Regions from separate parts of the Sus scrofa genome. Here region 2 is linked to region 1. The links are chromatin contacts, called in public Hi-C maps. All regions are on one chromosome and are shown on one strand. Each heading gives the region's core, a stretch centred on a gene start, on an enhancer-like site or on the middle of the called end of the contact. The rest is flanking DNA. Distances are from core to core; before and after follow the strand shown.

Evidence for each region. Hi-C and Micro-C count contacts between places; a contact is called where the count stands out from the background.
Region 2: a contact with region 1 is called in a Hi-C map of subcutaneous adipose tissue, with 2.8 times the contacts expected there. The contact joins two enhancer-like sites. A contact is called at or near these places in 15 of 47 Hi-C or Micro-C datasets (embryonic fibroblasts, epiblast stem cells, fetal liver and 9 more).

Annotation. Positions count from the first base shown.
Region 1 is chr17:19,492,723-19,499,634 of Sscrofa11.1, reverse strand. SLX4IP (protein SLX4IP) reads right to left here. Exons shown (of 12, transcript XM_021078052.1): 3 at 1-42. Among named protein-coding and RNA genes, the nearest start is that of SLX4IP, 130 kb to the right of the region's middle. Within about 2 kb of position 5,509, at least 27 of the 83 cell types and tissues checked have an H3K27ac peak or open chromatin away from gene starts, as enhancers often do. A contact at or near this core is called in subcutaneous adipose tissue, where this site is marked.
Region 2 is chr17:20,479,665-20,486,494 of Sscrofa11.1, reverse strand. All of the region lies in intron 1 of LOC110257380 (a long non-coding RNA gene), which reads left to right. Among named protein-coding and RNA genes, the nearest start is that of TRNAC-ACA, 320 kb to the right of the region's middle. Within about 2 kb of position 2,649, at least 18 of the 83 cell types and tissues checked have an H3K27ac peak or open chromatin away from gene starts, as enhancers often do. A contact at or near this core is called in subcutaneous adipose tissue, where this site is marked.

The DNA of each region.
Region 1 (6,912 bases), core at 4,260-6,759:
CGGTAATATGTGAAGATCCACCAGGACAGCAAAATTCCCACACTGAAAGAAAGACATTAATGGCAGCATTAACTCATGCCCAGCAAACAATGAGAGACTATCTCACAAATTCCTATGTGGTTGCTCATGAGGAAAGAGCAACAAAGTCACAACTGGACAGAAATATTAATATAAGACAGGGTACAGGTCATAACCCCTATGTTTTTTAAGTTTAATATTCATAATAGGGAGTTCCCATCGTGGCTCAGTGGTTAACAAATCTGACTAGGAAGCATGAGGTTACGGGTTTGATCCCTGGCCTGGATCAGTGGGTTAAGGATCTGGCGTTGCCGTGAGCTGTGGTGTAGGTTGCAGACACGGCTCGGATCCCACGTTGCTGTGGTTCTGGTGTAGGCTGGCAGCTATGGCTCTGATTCGACCCCTAGCCTGGGAACCTCCATGTGCTGTGGGAGCAACCCAAGAAATGGAAAAAAATACAAAAAAAAATTTATAATAGCAAGGGAGAATTTAATTTTAATTAGGATGGTAGAGATAAAATATCCATCTCTGGGGCTGCACCGTGAAGGGGAGGCCCAGAAATCCAGGAGCACTTGGAGGACAATTAAAACACTGGGAAGAGTTTAATAGGTCAGCCCTAGGCTTGCTCCAGAAAAGAATGATTCCTTGGACAGCCAGGGGGAATTCTTTATCAGGTAGGAGGAATAGATAGAAGCTACTGCATTTTTAGATGTACAAAAGAACTGGCTGGGATCATACATCTTGGACTAGAAACAGAAGCATAGATGAATGAAAAAGAACCAAGGAGAGAATTCCTGTTGTGGCTCAGTGGTAACGAGCCCGACTAGTGTCCATGAGGATGCAGGTTTGATCCCTGGCCTTGCTCAGTGAGTTAAGGATCCAGCATTTCCATAAACTGTGGTGTAGGTCACAGACACAGCTTGGATCTGGCATTGCTGTGGCTGTGGCATAGGCTGGCAGCTGCAGCTCAGATTCAACCCTGAGCCTGGGAACTTCCATATGATGCAGGTGCGGCCCTAAAAAGTGAAGAAGAAAAAAAAAAAGCAAAAAAAAAAGAACCAAGGAGAGGAAGGTAGGTGCTTAATGACAGTTGTCAAAACTAAGTAAGTTTCAGGAGTTCCCTGGTGGCTTAGTGGGTTAAGGATCTGGCCTTGCCACTGCTGTGACTCTGCTGGTTCAATCCCTGGGGTGGAATTTCTGCATGTCGCAGGCATGCCCCCCCCCAAAAAAAACAAACTAAATAAGTTGCATTCAAATATGCTACAAAGCCCATCTCCTTTCTTATTCTAGAGGCTAGTGCTGTCTAACATTCAGGAAAAAAAAAAGGAAATCTTTATATCTGCACTGTTGAATAAGGACGTCCACAGCCATATATGGTTACTGAGTATGTGAAATATGGCTATTGTGCCTGAGAGGCTGGATGTTTAATCTTATTTTATTTCAATCTAATTTAAACAGCCAGATGTGGCTAGCAGCTGCATGGCATGGCTACAGACCTGTAAAAAGGTAGAGCCGCATAAATTCTTAAACCATAAGAGTAAAGTAATCTGAGAATTTCAAGATAATTGAACTGTACTTAGAAAGGCACTGTGGGCCAGTTTACAGTTAGCACGGAAAGTCAATCTGTACTTCTTGGGCTAAATTTTTTTGTTGTTGTTTTGGTTTGGTTTTTGTTTTGCTTTAATTCTGAACGACAATTCAATGGTGAAAGGAAAGTATTTTCAACAAATGCTGTGAGAATGCCAGATATAATAGGGAAAGAAAATAAACTTGATACCTACATCGTATCATACACAAAAACTGATCTGAGATGAATCACAGACCTAAACATAAAAAAAACCAAACCTATCTTCCTGACCTTGAAATAGGAAAAAATTTCTTAAACAGGATCCAGAAAGCATTAAGAAGGAAGAAAAAAATCATTACCTTAGACTTGACCAAAATTAAAAACTTTTGCTTGATCAAAAACAAAAACTTTTTGTGGCACAGTGGGTTAAGAATCTGACTGCAGTGGCCTGGGTTGCCGCAGAGGCGTGCGTTTGATCCCCAGCCTAGCACAGTGGGTTAAAGGATCAGGCATTGCCACACTTGCAGCTCAGATTCAATCCCTGGGAACTTCCATATGTCATGGGTGTGGTCATGAAAAAAAAAAAATTTGCTCATCGAAAGACACCATTAATAAAATGGATATGCATGCCACATACTGGGAGAAAATATTCATACATGCCTATGTCTGACACAAAGGACTAGAATCTAAAATGTGTGAAAAACACTCCTACGAGTTGATGTTAAAGAAACAACCCAAGCTTGAACAGACACTTCACAATTAAGATAAATAATCGGCAAGTAAGCACGTGGAAAAAAGTGTCCAACATCATTAGTCGTCAAGCAAATGCAAATTAACACTGAGAGACACAGCTAACTACACACCTACCACAACGACTACAGTGAAAAAGACTGATGCACACCAAATGTAGATGAGGGTGGGAGCAATCCAAACACACACACTGCTAGTGGTTCAGCCACCTCAGCAAATGGTCTGTCAGTTTCCCATAGTTAAACACACACGGATTTACCACCCAAGCCAGCAATTCCACCTCAGGTATTTATTTACCCAAGAGGTAAAACAAATGTGCGCACAAAGACATGTATACAAAGGTATGTGAAAGTTTTATTTGCAAGAGTCAAAATGGAAGACAATCCCACAGTCTCTCTACAGGAGACTAAAGAAAGTGTGGTAGGTGTTCCTGTCGTGGCTCAGTGGAAGTGAATCTGACTAGTATCCATGAGGACGCAGGTTCAATCCCTGGCCTCCCTCAGTGGGTTAAGGATCAGGCATTGCTGTGAGCTGTGGTGTAGGTCGCAGATGCAGCTCGGATCCCACATTACTGTGCCTGTGGTATAGGCCAGTGGCTGCAGCTCCAATTGGACCCCTATCCTGGGAAGCTCCATATGCCACGGTGCAACCCTAAAAAGACCAAAAAAAAAAAAAAAAAGAAAAAAAAAGAAAGCATGGTACATTCATGCCACAGAATGCTCCTCACCAAGCCCAAAACAGACTAATCTCAACGTCGTTGCACTGAGCAAAGCCAGGCTAAAGTACGTCCTCTGTGATTCCACTGATATAAAGTTCTAGAAAAGCAAAATTAAATCTATGGTCAAAGTAATCAGAACAGTGCTTACCTATGGAGAAACTGATGGGAGAGCTTTGTGTGGTGATAAAAGTATTCTGTCTTGATAGACACTTAAGACCAGTTCATTCCCCTGCACATATGCTACATATCAATAAACAATTTTTAAAATATTTGTAAAAATACACTCATATTTGTTGACAGTTATTTAAGGTATAAGTTATGTCCCTGAAAATGTGCGGGTTTTAGGGGAGACCAAAGTGAACTTCCCTGGGTAATAAATTGTAAAGAATAATGAAAAATGGTCCTCCCACAACGTCAAACAGTGCAGTGTGACCCACGGAACTGCAGTTCAGTGTGTTGTAGCCAGCATTTTGTCTTAAGGAAATAGAGTTGAAGAGAATATTGCAGTGGGAGAAAAAATATCAATGGTTATACCTTGGTCAAGTCTTGTTTTGTGAAAGTTATGAATGAGCATACTGATTATAATATAAAGCCTATTCCTTACTGTGGGTTGTGGTCAAAAATTTTTGAAAACCATATTCAAATATACTGTTATTCTAAGTTTCTTCACAAATGTTGATTATAGAGTTAACCTTTAAGGAGTATGCTGCCACCAGGTGGAGGTCTTATGCCACAGCTACAGGATCTTAGCCAGGGGTTATTAACCTCTCGTGTGCCACGGACCTCTTCGGTCAGTTGTGAAGCTGATGAAACCTGCTCGTAATAATGTTTTTAAATGCATGGAAACACAGTGCATAGGATTCGAAAGGAAAACCAATTATGCTGAAGTATGGGTATCCATATTTTTAAAAAAAATCTGTCACATAGTAATGAATGGACTTGTTCAATAAAGCACTGGCTCTCTTCAGATAGTGGTGAATCTAAAAACTACGATAAATCCAAAGTAGTGATAAGCATAAATTACATTTTCAGATATCTATCACACTATATGAAAAGAGTTGTGATTTCTAATGGTAACAAATATTGCTAATTTATTGTGTTCTGCATTTTTCATTCATAATAAAAACAAAATTTAGGAGTTTCTATTGTGGCCTAGGGGGTTAAGAACCTGACTAGTATGTGTGAGGATGCCCGTTCGATCCCTTGCCTAGCTCTGCAGGTTAAGGATCCAGCATTGCCCTAAGCTCTGGTGTAGTTTGCAGATACGGCTTGGATCTGGCTTTGCTGTGGCTGTGGTATAGACCAGTGGCTACAGATACGGCTTGGATCTGGCTTTGCTGTGGCTGTGGTATAGACCAGTGGCTACAGATACAGCTTGGATCTGGCTTTGCTGTGGCTGTGGTATAGACCAGTGGCTACAGCTCCGATTTGATCCCTAGCATAGGAACTTTCATATGCCGCCAGTGTGGCCCTAATTTTTTTTTTTTCTTTTTAGGGCCACACCTGCAGCATATGGAGGTTCCCAGGCTAGGGGTCAAATCGGAGCTACAGCTGCCAGCCCATGACACAGCCACAGCAACACCAGATCCGAGCTGCACCTGTGAACTACATCACAGCTCATGGGCAACACCGGATCCTTAACCCACTGAGTGAGGCCAGGGATGGAACCCACAACCCCATGGTTCTTAGTCAGATTACTTTCTGCTGTGCCACAATGTGAACTCCCCTAATTTTTTAAAAGTTAAAAAAATAATTAGAACTTGATCAAAATAAAGATGTAACTTTTTTCCCATGCAAGTTCACCAACCCTCTGAATTCTATCATAAGCCTGTTGAGATTGCAGGTATCCTGGAACAAAAGCCCCTCTAAAGAGGGGAGACATGCCTCACACATGTTCTGCTGGGTTTCCCCCCTTCATCATCAGCAATGATAATATTTTTAAATTAAAAAAAAATTGATGTTTGAACAACTTGAACTGGAACTACGTAATAGTAACTTTCTAAAAAAAATTGAATAGTAAGGTCCAATTTGACATTTTTTCATTGCTTGTAATTTTGATCCCAAAGTAGTCTGGTTGGTTCCAAGCAGACTTATTAAAATTTTTTGTTGTTGTTTTTGTTTTTTTTTTAATAAATCACTGAATCTTACTCTGGTGCTCAGACTTTCCTGGGCTTCCTGCCAGACTCCCCGAGCCCCTTCCCCCATGCCGGGGCTCTCCCTCTGCAGCCAGCCTTCTGAGTTCTCCAGCAAGAGTTCTCTCCAACTCCCACACTAATCAGAGGTATTTTGCCTGTCTAAAGTTCCCTGCCTCAAAGCTTTGCTTCTTTTCTCCCATGAGTAAACAGAAGTGGGAAAAAAAAAAAAGAAAGAAAGAAAGAAAACCACCTCTGACTGCTGCCAGCAGCATGCCCCGCCTCCCACTCCCCCTTAATTAGGCTATTTCTCTCCCAGAGCAACTCTCCAGCTCTTCCAAGCAAAGCAGCACAGCAGAGTGAGCATCACTGGGTTCTCAGGCCTGAGCTGCTCCTTTCACACAGGCCAGGTTACCTCTCTCACAGCCCAGGGGCTACTAGAGACAGCTCTGCATCCCATGCCCTGGGCTGGGGCCCATCCCAGCTTCCTCCCCTGGCTACACCCAGAGGTTTCGGTCAAAAACCTGGGAGTCACCCCAACTCCTCCCTCCCCCCCTCCCCCCCCCGCACCACCATCGGTCACCACGCCTGGTCGATTTCACTTCTTCAAGAGCAAAGCACACGCCTCCTCTCTGGTTCCCTAGCTCACGTCATCTCCCACTTGGAACATCAGAGCCACTTCTCTGAGCCCTAGATGAGTTCTTCAGGCCTCCATGAGAGCCACGTCTGCCACACAGATGGAATGCCCAGACCTCAAGCCCCTGACAAGGCCCTCCTCTGCTTCCAGCACCCTCCCCCACATGCTCTTTGCCCTGTGCTTTCAAAGCACCTGGATGCTTCTGTGCTCAGAAGGCTCCCACGGATCCTCGAACCCTAGTGGAGGCGTGGCCATTTCTGTGGAGCTTTTCTGAACAGTCTGTCACTCCCTCCTCCAGGTCAGCACAGATGATTCTGTGGTCATTCCTGCACTGAGCGGCTGCTCCATAGGGGCGTTCCCTGTTATACTGTCAGCTCCTGGGTACAGGGTCTACACCGGTCCCCCTGTACCCTTGGAATCAGAGCAGAGCTGGCTCACAGTAAATGCCCATTGGTGAAGGGAAGGAAGGCAGGAACGAACAAGTGGCAGGACACCTAGGCCTTGTCTGCAAACTGGGGGCTCCAAGCCTGCTCTGGGGACAAGGTCATTCTGAGTGAGCCCAGGACACTGATGTGTCACAGAACTACTGTCTCCCTCCTTATTCTGGAGTGGCGACAACTATGTCATCACCAGTGACAACCACTCATTTTCCATATTTTGGAAAAAGCAAATTCAAGGATCCTAGGATTACCTCACCCCAAGCTCACTGCCAACTGAGCAAGTTGGTGATTTTTTCCTATCTCTTTCCAAAGAATTCCAAAGCCGAAACTTAACTATTACCAAGTCTTCAGCAGTGGGATATCTTGTCTAATTTTTTTTTTTTTTTTTTTTTTTTTGTCTTTTTAGGGCCACACCTGTGGCACATGGAAGTTCCCAGGCTAGGGGCTTGAAATGGAGATGCAGCTGCTGGCCTATGCCACAGCCACAGCAATACAGGATCTGAGCCTCATCTGCTACCTACACCGAAGCTTGAGGCAATGCTGGCTCCTTAACCCACTGAGCGAGGCCAGGGATCAAACTTGCATCCTCAGGGACACTATGTCAGGTTCTTAACCTGCTGAGTCACAATGGGAACTCTGTGTCTTGTTCT
Region 2 (6,830 bases), core at 1,400-3,899, 990 kb before region 1:
GCCCATTCATTACCCTTTGTGAAATTTTCCTGGAGGAGTGGCAAGGATTTGCCTGCCTCCTTTCCTAGTCAGCTCCTTGGAGGATCTAATTCACACACAGAACATGGACCCTGAGCAGCTGATCCTTATTTTCATAAATTTTCTTAAAGAGAGACTCAGCATGGATAGGTGAGGTGCTGGTTCTGTGCACAAGCACAGCTTGTGTGATGTGGATTGTAGGAGAAAAAACCCTGTAGGGAGTTCCCATTGTGGCTCAGCGGTTAATGAACCTGATTGGCATCCATGAGGACGTAGGTTCCATCCCTGACCTTGCTCAGTGGGTTGAGGATCTATCATTGCCATGAGCTGTGTTGTAGGGCACAGATGGGGCTCGGATCCAACGTTGCTGTGGCCCTGGCGTAGGCTGGTAGCTACACCTCCGTTTGGACCCCTAGCCTGAGAACCTCCATATGCTGTGGGTGTGGCCCTAAAAAGAGAGACAAACAAACAAACAAACAAACAAAAACCCACAAAAACCCTTTGTGTGAGGTATAGACAGGATCCAGGCCACTGTGGTTGGCAGACACATGCGGCACCCAGACCCCCCACCTGGCTGTGTTTGTCCATCGAGTCTCAACCCTGATGGATGAGCCTTACTCTGGAGCTGCCTGCTAGGTGGGCACTGGTTCCCTGGATGGTCCTTGCAGTTCAGCTTCTCCTCTGCCTTCCACACATGCTGGTCCCAAAGGAGCAGCCTGAACCCCATACTCTGCTTTGGCATTTGATTCCCAGGAACCCGCCCTGCATCAGGCCCTGAGTGCCAGTGTGAAAGAAAAGGAAAACACAGAGGCTATATAAATGACTTTAAGGAAGTCGTGGCATGTGGGGAAATAACAGCAAACAGAGATGTGTTGGTTTCTTAGAAGACATTTTATAACCCTCGGTGGCTACTTTGAATGATCAGTACATGCATTGTACGGAACAGGAAAAGAAATATCATTGGCTCACAGCATCCAGTAACGTAGCTATATGCATGCAAGCTTTCCCTAAGACCTGGATGTGTGTGTGGGAGCCACTTTTCATGGAACTTCATGTCCGCAGGCGCATCAGAAGAAAGATAATCCCTTTCTGCCCCTGGAAAGTGTATTCTGACAGAGGAGGCAAGTCAAATAGATATATTTTTTAGTCTAAAGAAGGAAGCGACATGAAGCAGATAAACTGCCAGATGAAATTTTATTGGGCAAGCATATTTCAAGTGTCCAGGGAGAAAGAAGGCTTCAGAAGAGCTTTCTGAGTAAGCGACTCTGGAGATAAAACCCCAAGGAGAAGTTGTGGTGGAGATGAGTTGGGAGTGGGAAATGCTGAAATGGCTTCTGGCTGCAGAGGGGGAATCACATTTGCTGCAGGTGGACCCGGGGGGCAGTGGGATTTCATGATTCATATGCTCAGGGGTCTGGGTGGGGTCCAGCGCTGTCATAGTGACTCTGCCATCAGCATCATCTGTCATGAAGCCCTGGGTCTCAGGAGCTTCATCTATAAAACAGGTTTTAAAAGATACCGATTAATGTTGTGAGGCTTAAACACATGTGTTTGGGGAAGCCCTCCAAATAGGTTGGCTAATGTGGTGTTTGGGGAAAGCCTGGGTCAGTTAGCCCAGGTACAAGAGGAGGTTGGTTAATATCTTCTGTGTTAACCAGAAGCCATCAGGGAGCCCCGGGTGCTCAGAAAAGCAGAATTTAGAGGGGAGAGTGTGCATTCTTGGGGTCGAGTCATCTTCTGTGGGCCCATCAAGGTGGAAATATACACCGAGGCCTCAGAGATGGTCCCTCCCCCTCCCTGCGACTGTCACCTATGCCCTGTCCATTTTGCTTTTTAGGGCTGCACCTGTGGCATATGGAGGTTCCCAGGCTAGGGGTCGAATTGGAGCTACAGCTTCTGGCCTACACCACAGCAACGTGGGATCCAAGCCGAGTCTGTGACACACAGCTCACGGCTACGTTGGATCCTTAACCCACTGAGCGAGGCTGGAGATCAAACCCATGTCCTCCTGGATACTAATCAGATTTGTTTCCGCTGCGCCACAATGGGAACTCCTATGCCCTGTCCTTTAACACAAGTTCTTAATCTTTTATTTGTCTCAGTCTCCGTTGTCTGTGACAGTGACCTGTAAACGAAATGTAGGTTGTCACCTAACTTGAGGTGCTGAAAAACATACTAAAGTAGTTAGAATGCTGAGAAATTATTGCCTACCCTAAACACACACACACACACACCCACCCGCATAGAAATATTTCCATGACAACCTCTGCGCCGGTCTTCTTTTGGGAAAAAAAAAAAAAAAAAAAAAAAAAAAAAAAAAAAAATCCAACATTTAGCCAGCAGATGGCGACAGTTGATCATATTTAAACTACAGGTGAACTGGGTTTTAAGAAGCTGTGTTTGGAAGCACTGCCCTCCTTAGTTACTTTTTGTTTGTTGTTTTCTTCTCTTTTCAATAAAGTCAAGATTGCAACTCAGAGCAGAATTAAAAGCAATCACCCAGGTAATTGTAAGGAAACATACCCACTTGAAGTAGGGCTTCAGGCCTTCAAGACTGTAGTTATGTTGACTTTCAAGCACTTTTTAAGAGCACGTTTGGGAAGGGGGAGGAGTAAAGGGCCCAATACTTTGGACGGTCGCCCAGCCCAGTGTAGGTAGCTTGACTAACATCGCCCTTCTTTCTGGAGTGCTCAGAGGCATCCAAGATGTGTTCTTTGTATTTTGCTCTTACATATAATTATTGGCAGAAATTGCAGGCCCAGCCCCTAGAGGTTTTACAGCTTACAGGTCATAAACGTTCTTAATGTTTAATTCTTTTCAGAGCTACACAGAGCTGCCGGAACTCCAGGGCTGAGTTTAGCTTCAGGTTATCTGTCTACTCTCTTCAACAATGTGCCCTCCGATGGGGTGGGAGGGGATTCTGTGCCGGGATGTGGGGAGAAAAGCCATGAGCATGTCCAGTCTCTCTGGACAGAAACTTCTTGTATTGTAATGCTGGGACCCACAGTTATCCACAGGGCAAAAAGAAGGGCTAAGGAGAAGACAGGAAGAGTTCATAATGTAAGCCAAGTATATAGTTATTTGTGAAGGTCAATGTCAGGATCGTGGAAGTTGACAAAATATGTCTGTGACCGGAAATGGAAATTGTCCACATGCTGACTGAATATTTCCTCACTTTTAAAGACGACATTAAAATGGAAGCCCCTTAGCTGTTTTTTTTTTTTTTTTTTTTTGTCTTTTTGCCATTTCTTGGGCCGCTCCCACGGCATATGGAGGTTCCCAGGCTAGGGGTCTAATCGGAGCTGTAGCTGCCAGCCTACGGCAGAGCCACAGCAACGCAGGATCTGAGCCGAGTCTGCAACCTACACCACAGCTCACAGCAACGCCGGATCGCTAACCCTTAGCTGTTTTTTAAGGATCAGTATTTTAAAGTGTTCTATTGCTTTAGGATCTTGACAAGAGAGAGAGGAGGCCTGTATTTCCCAGCAGGCAAGGTAAAGCTAGAAGGCCAGAGACAAGGAGTGGAGGAAGTGGTGTATATATGTATGTGCGTGTGTGTAAAAATATTCTTTGCTTTGTGCCACAGCTTTCTGAATTTTGGCTCTACCATAAAGCTTGCTGTTACTTTGAGACCTAAATGAAATACCTTTGTGCCCCTACACAAAATCCTTCCAGTTATCTAACATGTTATATTCATCTGCTTAATGCAAGTATTGAAAGACAAAACAACATATAGAAAGCTCACAAGGACCAATTTTTAATGAAAGGTTTCAGAGTTAATTCTTACCTTGTAATTTTATTCCAGTTGATCTTTTCACTGAATACCCCAAAAATATTTTTAAACAGTTGGCCATGAAACAGTATACCTCTAACATCTGCTTGTTTGTAGAAATGTAAAAACCCTAGATGGGACTACATAAGGAAAAGAAAAAAAAGAAAAGAGAAAAATCAACGTAGAACATAGGTAATTTCAAAGACACTCATTCAAAAGTACCAACTATCTTTTAAAAATCTGAATCTAAAAATATTCTTTAGACCTTTGACTGAATTTAACACACCCTGCTTTTTTTAAGCCAAAAAAAAAAAAAATACAAAAATTTGATCACAGTTCTTCATATATTAATGTGGCACTGGAAACTATCCAAAGGTTAAAAATCAAGGAAATCATTTAGCAAATGAAGGCATGCTCATTCATGAAGATGTTTTATTGCTAAAATAAGTAATTGACATGAAAATGTATGTTCTTAATATTATTTAAAAATGGAAAGGTATAGTGTTGTACAAGAAGTATGAATGCTCAAACACCGTCAATTAAAAAACAATGTCATAGAAAATAAAACCAGAAGAAAATTTGCTAATCCATCCATAGTAGAAGTACTTAGGAGTGATGTTTCAGTTACTATTTGAAAAATGGCTGTATTATTTCCTTCTTCAGTTTAATGGCTTTATGCTTTTTATTAGGATGCATAGAGCCTTTAAACTGAAGAAGGTTTTATTAAGATGCATACAAGACACATGAAGATGTAGTTTAAGTTGTGTGTATCTGTGTTTCTAGTCTCAGTTTATTCTTTCTCAAAATGAAGGCATTCTGAGTTCCCAGTGTGGGGTATGGGATCTGTGGCATCTCTGCAGTGATGAAGGTTTGATCCTTGGCCTGGCATAGTGGGTTAAAACAATACAGTGTTGCTGTTGCTGTGGCATAGGTTCCAATTGCAGCTCAGATCTGATCCCTGGCCCAGGAACTCCATATGTTGCAGAGCAGCCCAAAAAGAAAAAAAGAAGGCATTCTGGTATCCCATGGGTCTATAGCATAACAACACTCTGAGTATTAAAAAAGATAAAAATACGGAGTTCCCATCGTGGCTCAGTGGTTAACAAATCCTATGAGAAACCATGAGGTTATGGGTTCAATCCCTGGCCTCTCTCAGTGGGTTAAGGATCCGGCATTGCTGGGAGCTGTGGTATAGGTCACAGACGTGGCCTGGATCCCGCGTTGCTGTGACTCTGGCTTAGGCCGGTGGCTATAGCTCTGATTCAACCCCTAGCCTGGGAACCTCCATATGGCATGAGTGCATCCCTAGAAAAGACAAAAAAAAAAAAAAAAAAAAAGATAAGAATACTTAAAAAGACTAGTAAGAGTTTACCTGTATTTTAGAGGTGGCTCAGTAAGTTTGTTACTAAAATAAGACTCTTATTTAGGGAGAAACTTGCATCTATTTGTGATGCAGAAATAGAAATAATAGGCAGACCCTTCTTCCCTTATGGTAGAGGTTTCCCTTCCTATAAGATAGCAGCGTGTCTGGCTTGGGACCCTTGGAGAGTTATTGCTTTTGCTTGAAATTCTGGCTTCTGAAATGCTCCTTGAAGGTAAAAGTGGAGCCTGCTTGAGTGCCTGCTTCCCTGAATGTTTTGAATCATCAAGAGCAGCACTAGACTTTTCAAGCCAAAAGTCCCAGAGTTTGGAGAAGGGAGGCTTCCAAAAGCTGTGGCTTTCCCCATAGTTCTGCCCCCAACGCTTTTCATGTATCCCTCATCACCACCCACTCAATCCTGCTCACAAACTAAAATGCAGATAAGCCCCGGTTCACATAGCCTGAACCTCGAGAGAAACAGGGCAGCCTAATGAGACTCAGAACCTTGGTCCCGAAAAGTGCCAGGCTTCCAGGGAGATGGTTCCCTTTCCCTCATCCTCCTGCTCTGCACAGAGAAGCCACGTCCAGGCCTTTGCTCCTGGCAGAAGCCTGGTGTGGATGGCTGGGTGTTTTTCTTTCCACATTCAAATGAACATTTATTGAAGGCTAGATAACTCTCCCTTTCATTTTTTTAATTCTTTTTTTTTTTTTTTGGTCTTTTTAGGGCCGTACTTGCAGCATATGGAGGTTCCCAGGCTAGAGTTCGAATTGGAACTGTAGCTGCTGGCCTACACCACAGCCGCAGCAACACCAGTTCTGAGCTGCCTCTGCAACCTATACTGGAACTCACGGCAACGCTGGATCCTTAACCCACTGAGTGAGGCCAGGGATCGAACCTGGGTTCTCATGGGTACTAGTCAGATTCATTTCTGCTGAGCCACGATGGGAACTGTTAATTTCTTTCTTTTAATTGAAGTGTAGTTGGTTTATAATATGGTGTTCCAGGTGTACAGCACAGTGATTCAGTTATACATCACATAGGAAATATTGTTTTTTCAGATTTTTTTATCAATTATTAAATATCGAGCATAGTTTCCTGTGCTATATAGGTGGTCCTTCTTGGTGGTCTGTTTTACATAGAGTAGTGTGTATGTTAATCGCAAACTCATAACCCTTTCCCCTCCCTGTGCGCCTTCCCCTTTGGTAACCTTAAGTTTGTTTTCTGTCTGTTGGTCTCTTTCTGTTTTGCAAATAAGTGTATTTAAATATTATATATATAATATTTAAATTATAAATATTAATCTAAGCAATTATGTAAGCAATATCACATGAGATTTGTCTCTGGCTTACTTTACTTACTATGATAATTTCTAGGTCCATTCATGTTGCTGCATATGACATTATTTCATTCTTCCTTATGGCTGAGTAATAGTCTATTCTGTGTGTGTATGTATATATATATCACATTTTCTTTATCCATTCCTCTGCCAGTGGACATTTAGGTTGCTTCCATGTTTTGGCTACTGTAAATAGTGCTGCAATGAACACTGGGTGCATGTATCTTTTCAAATTATAGTTCTCTCCAGATAAATGGAAAACATAGAACATTCTTTGACATAAATCACAGAAATGTCTTTTTGGTTCCACTTCCTAGAGTCATGAAAATAAAAACGAAGATAA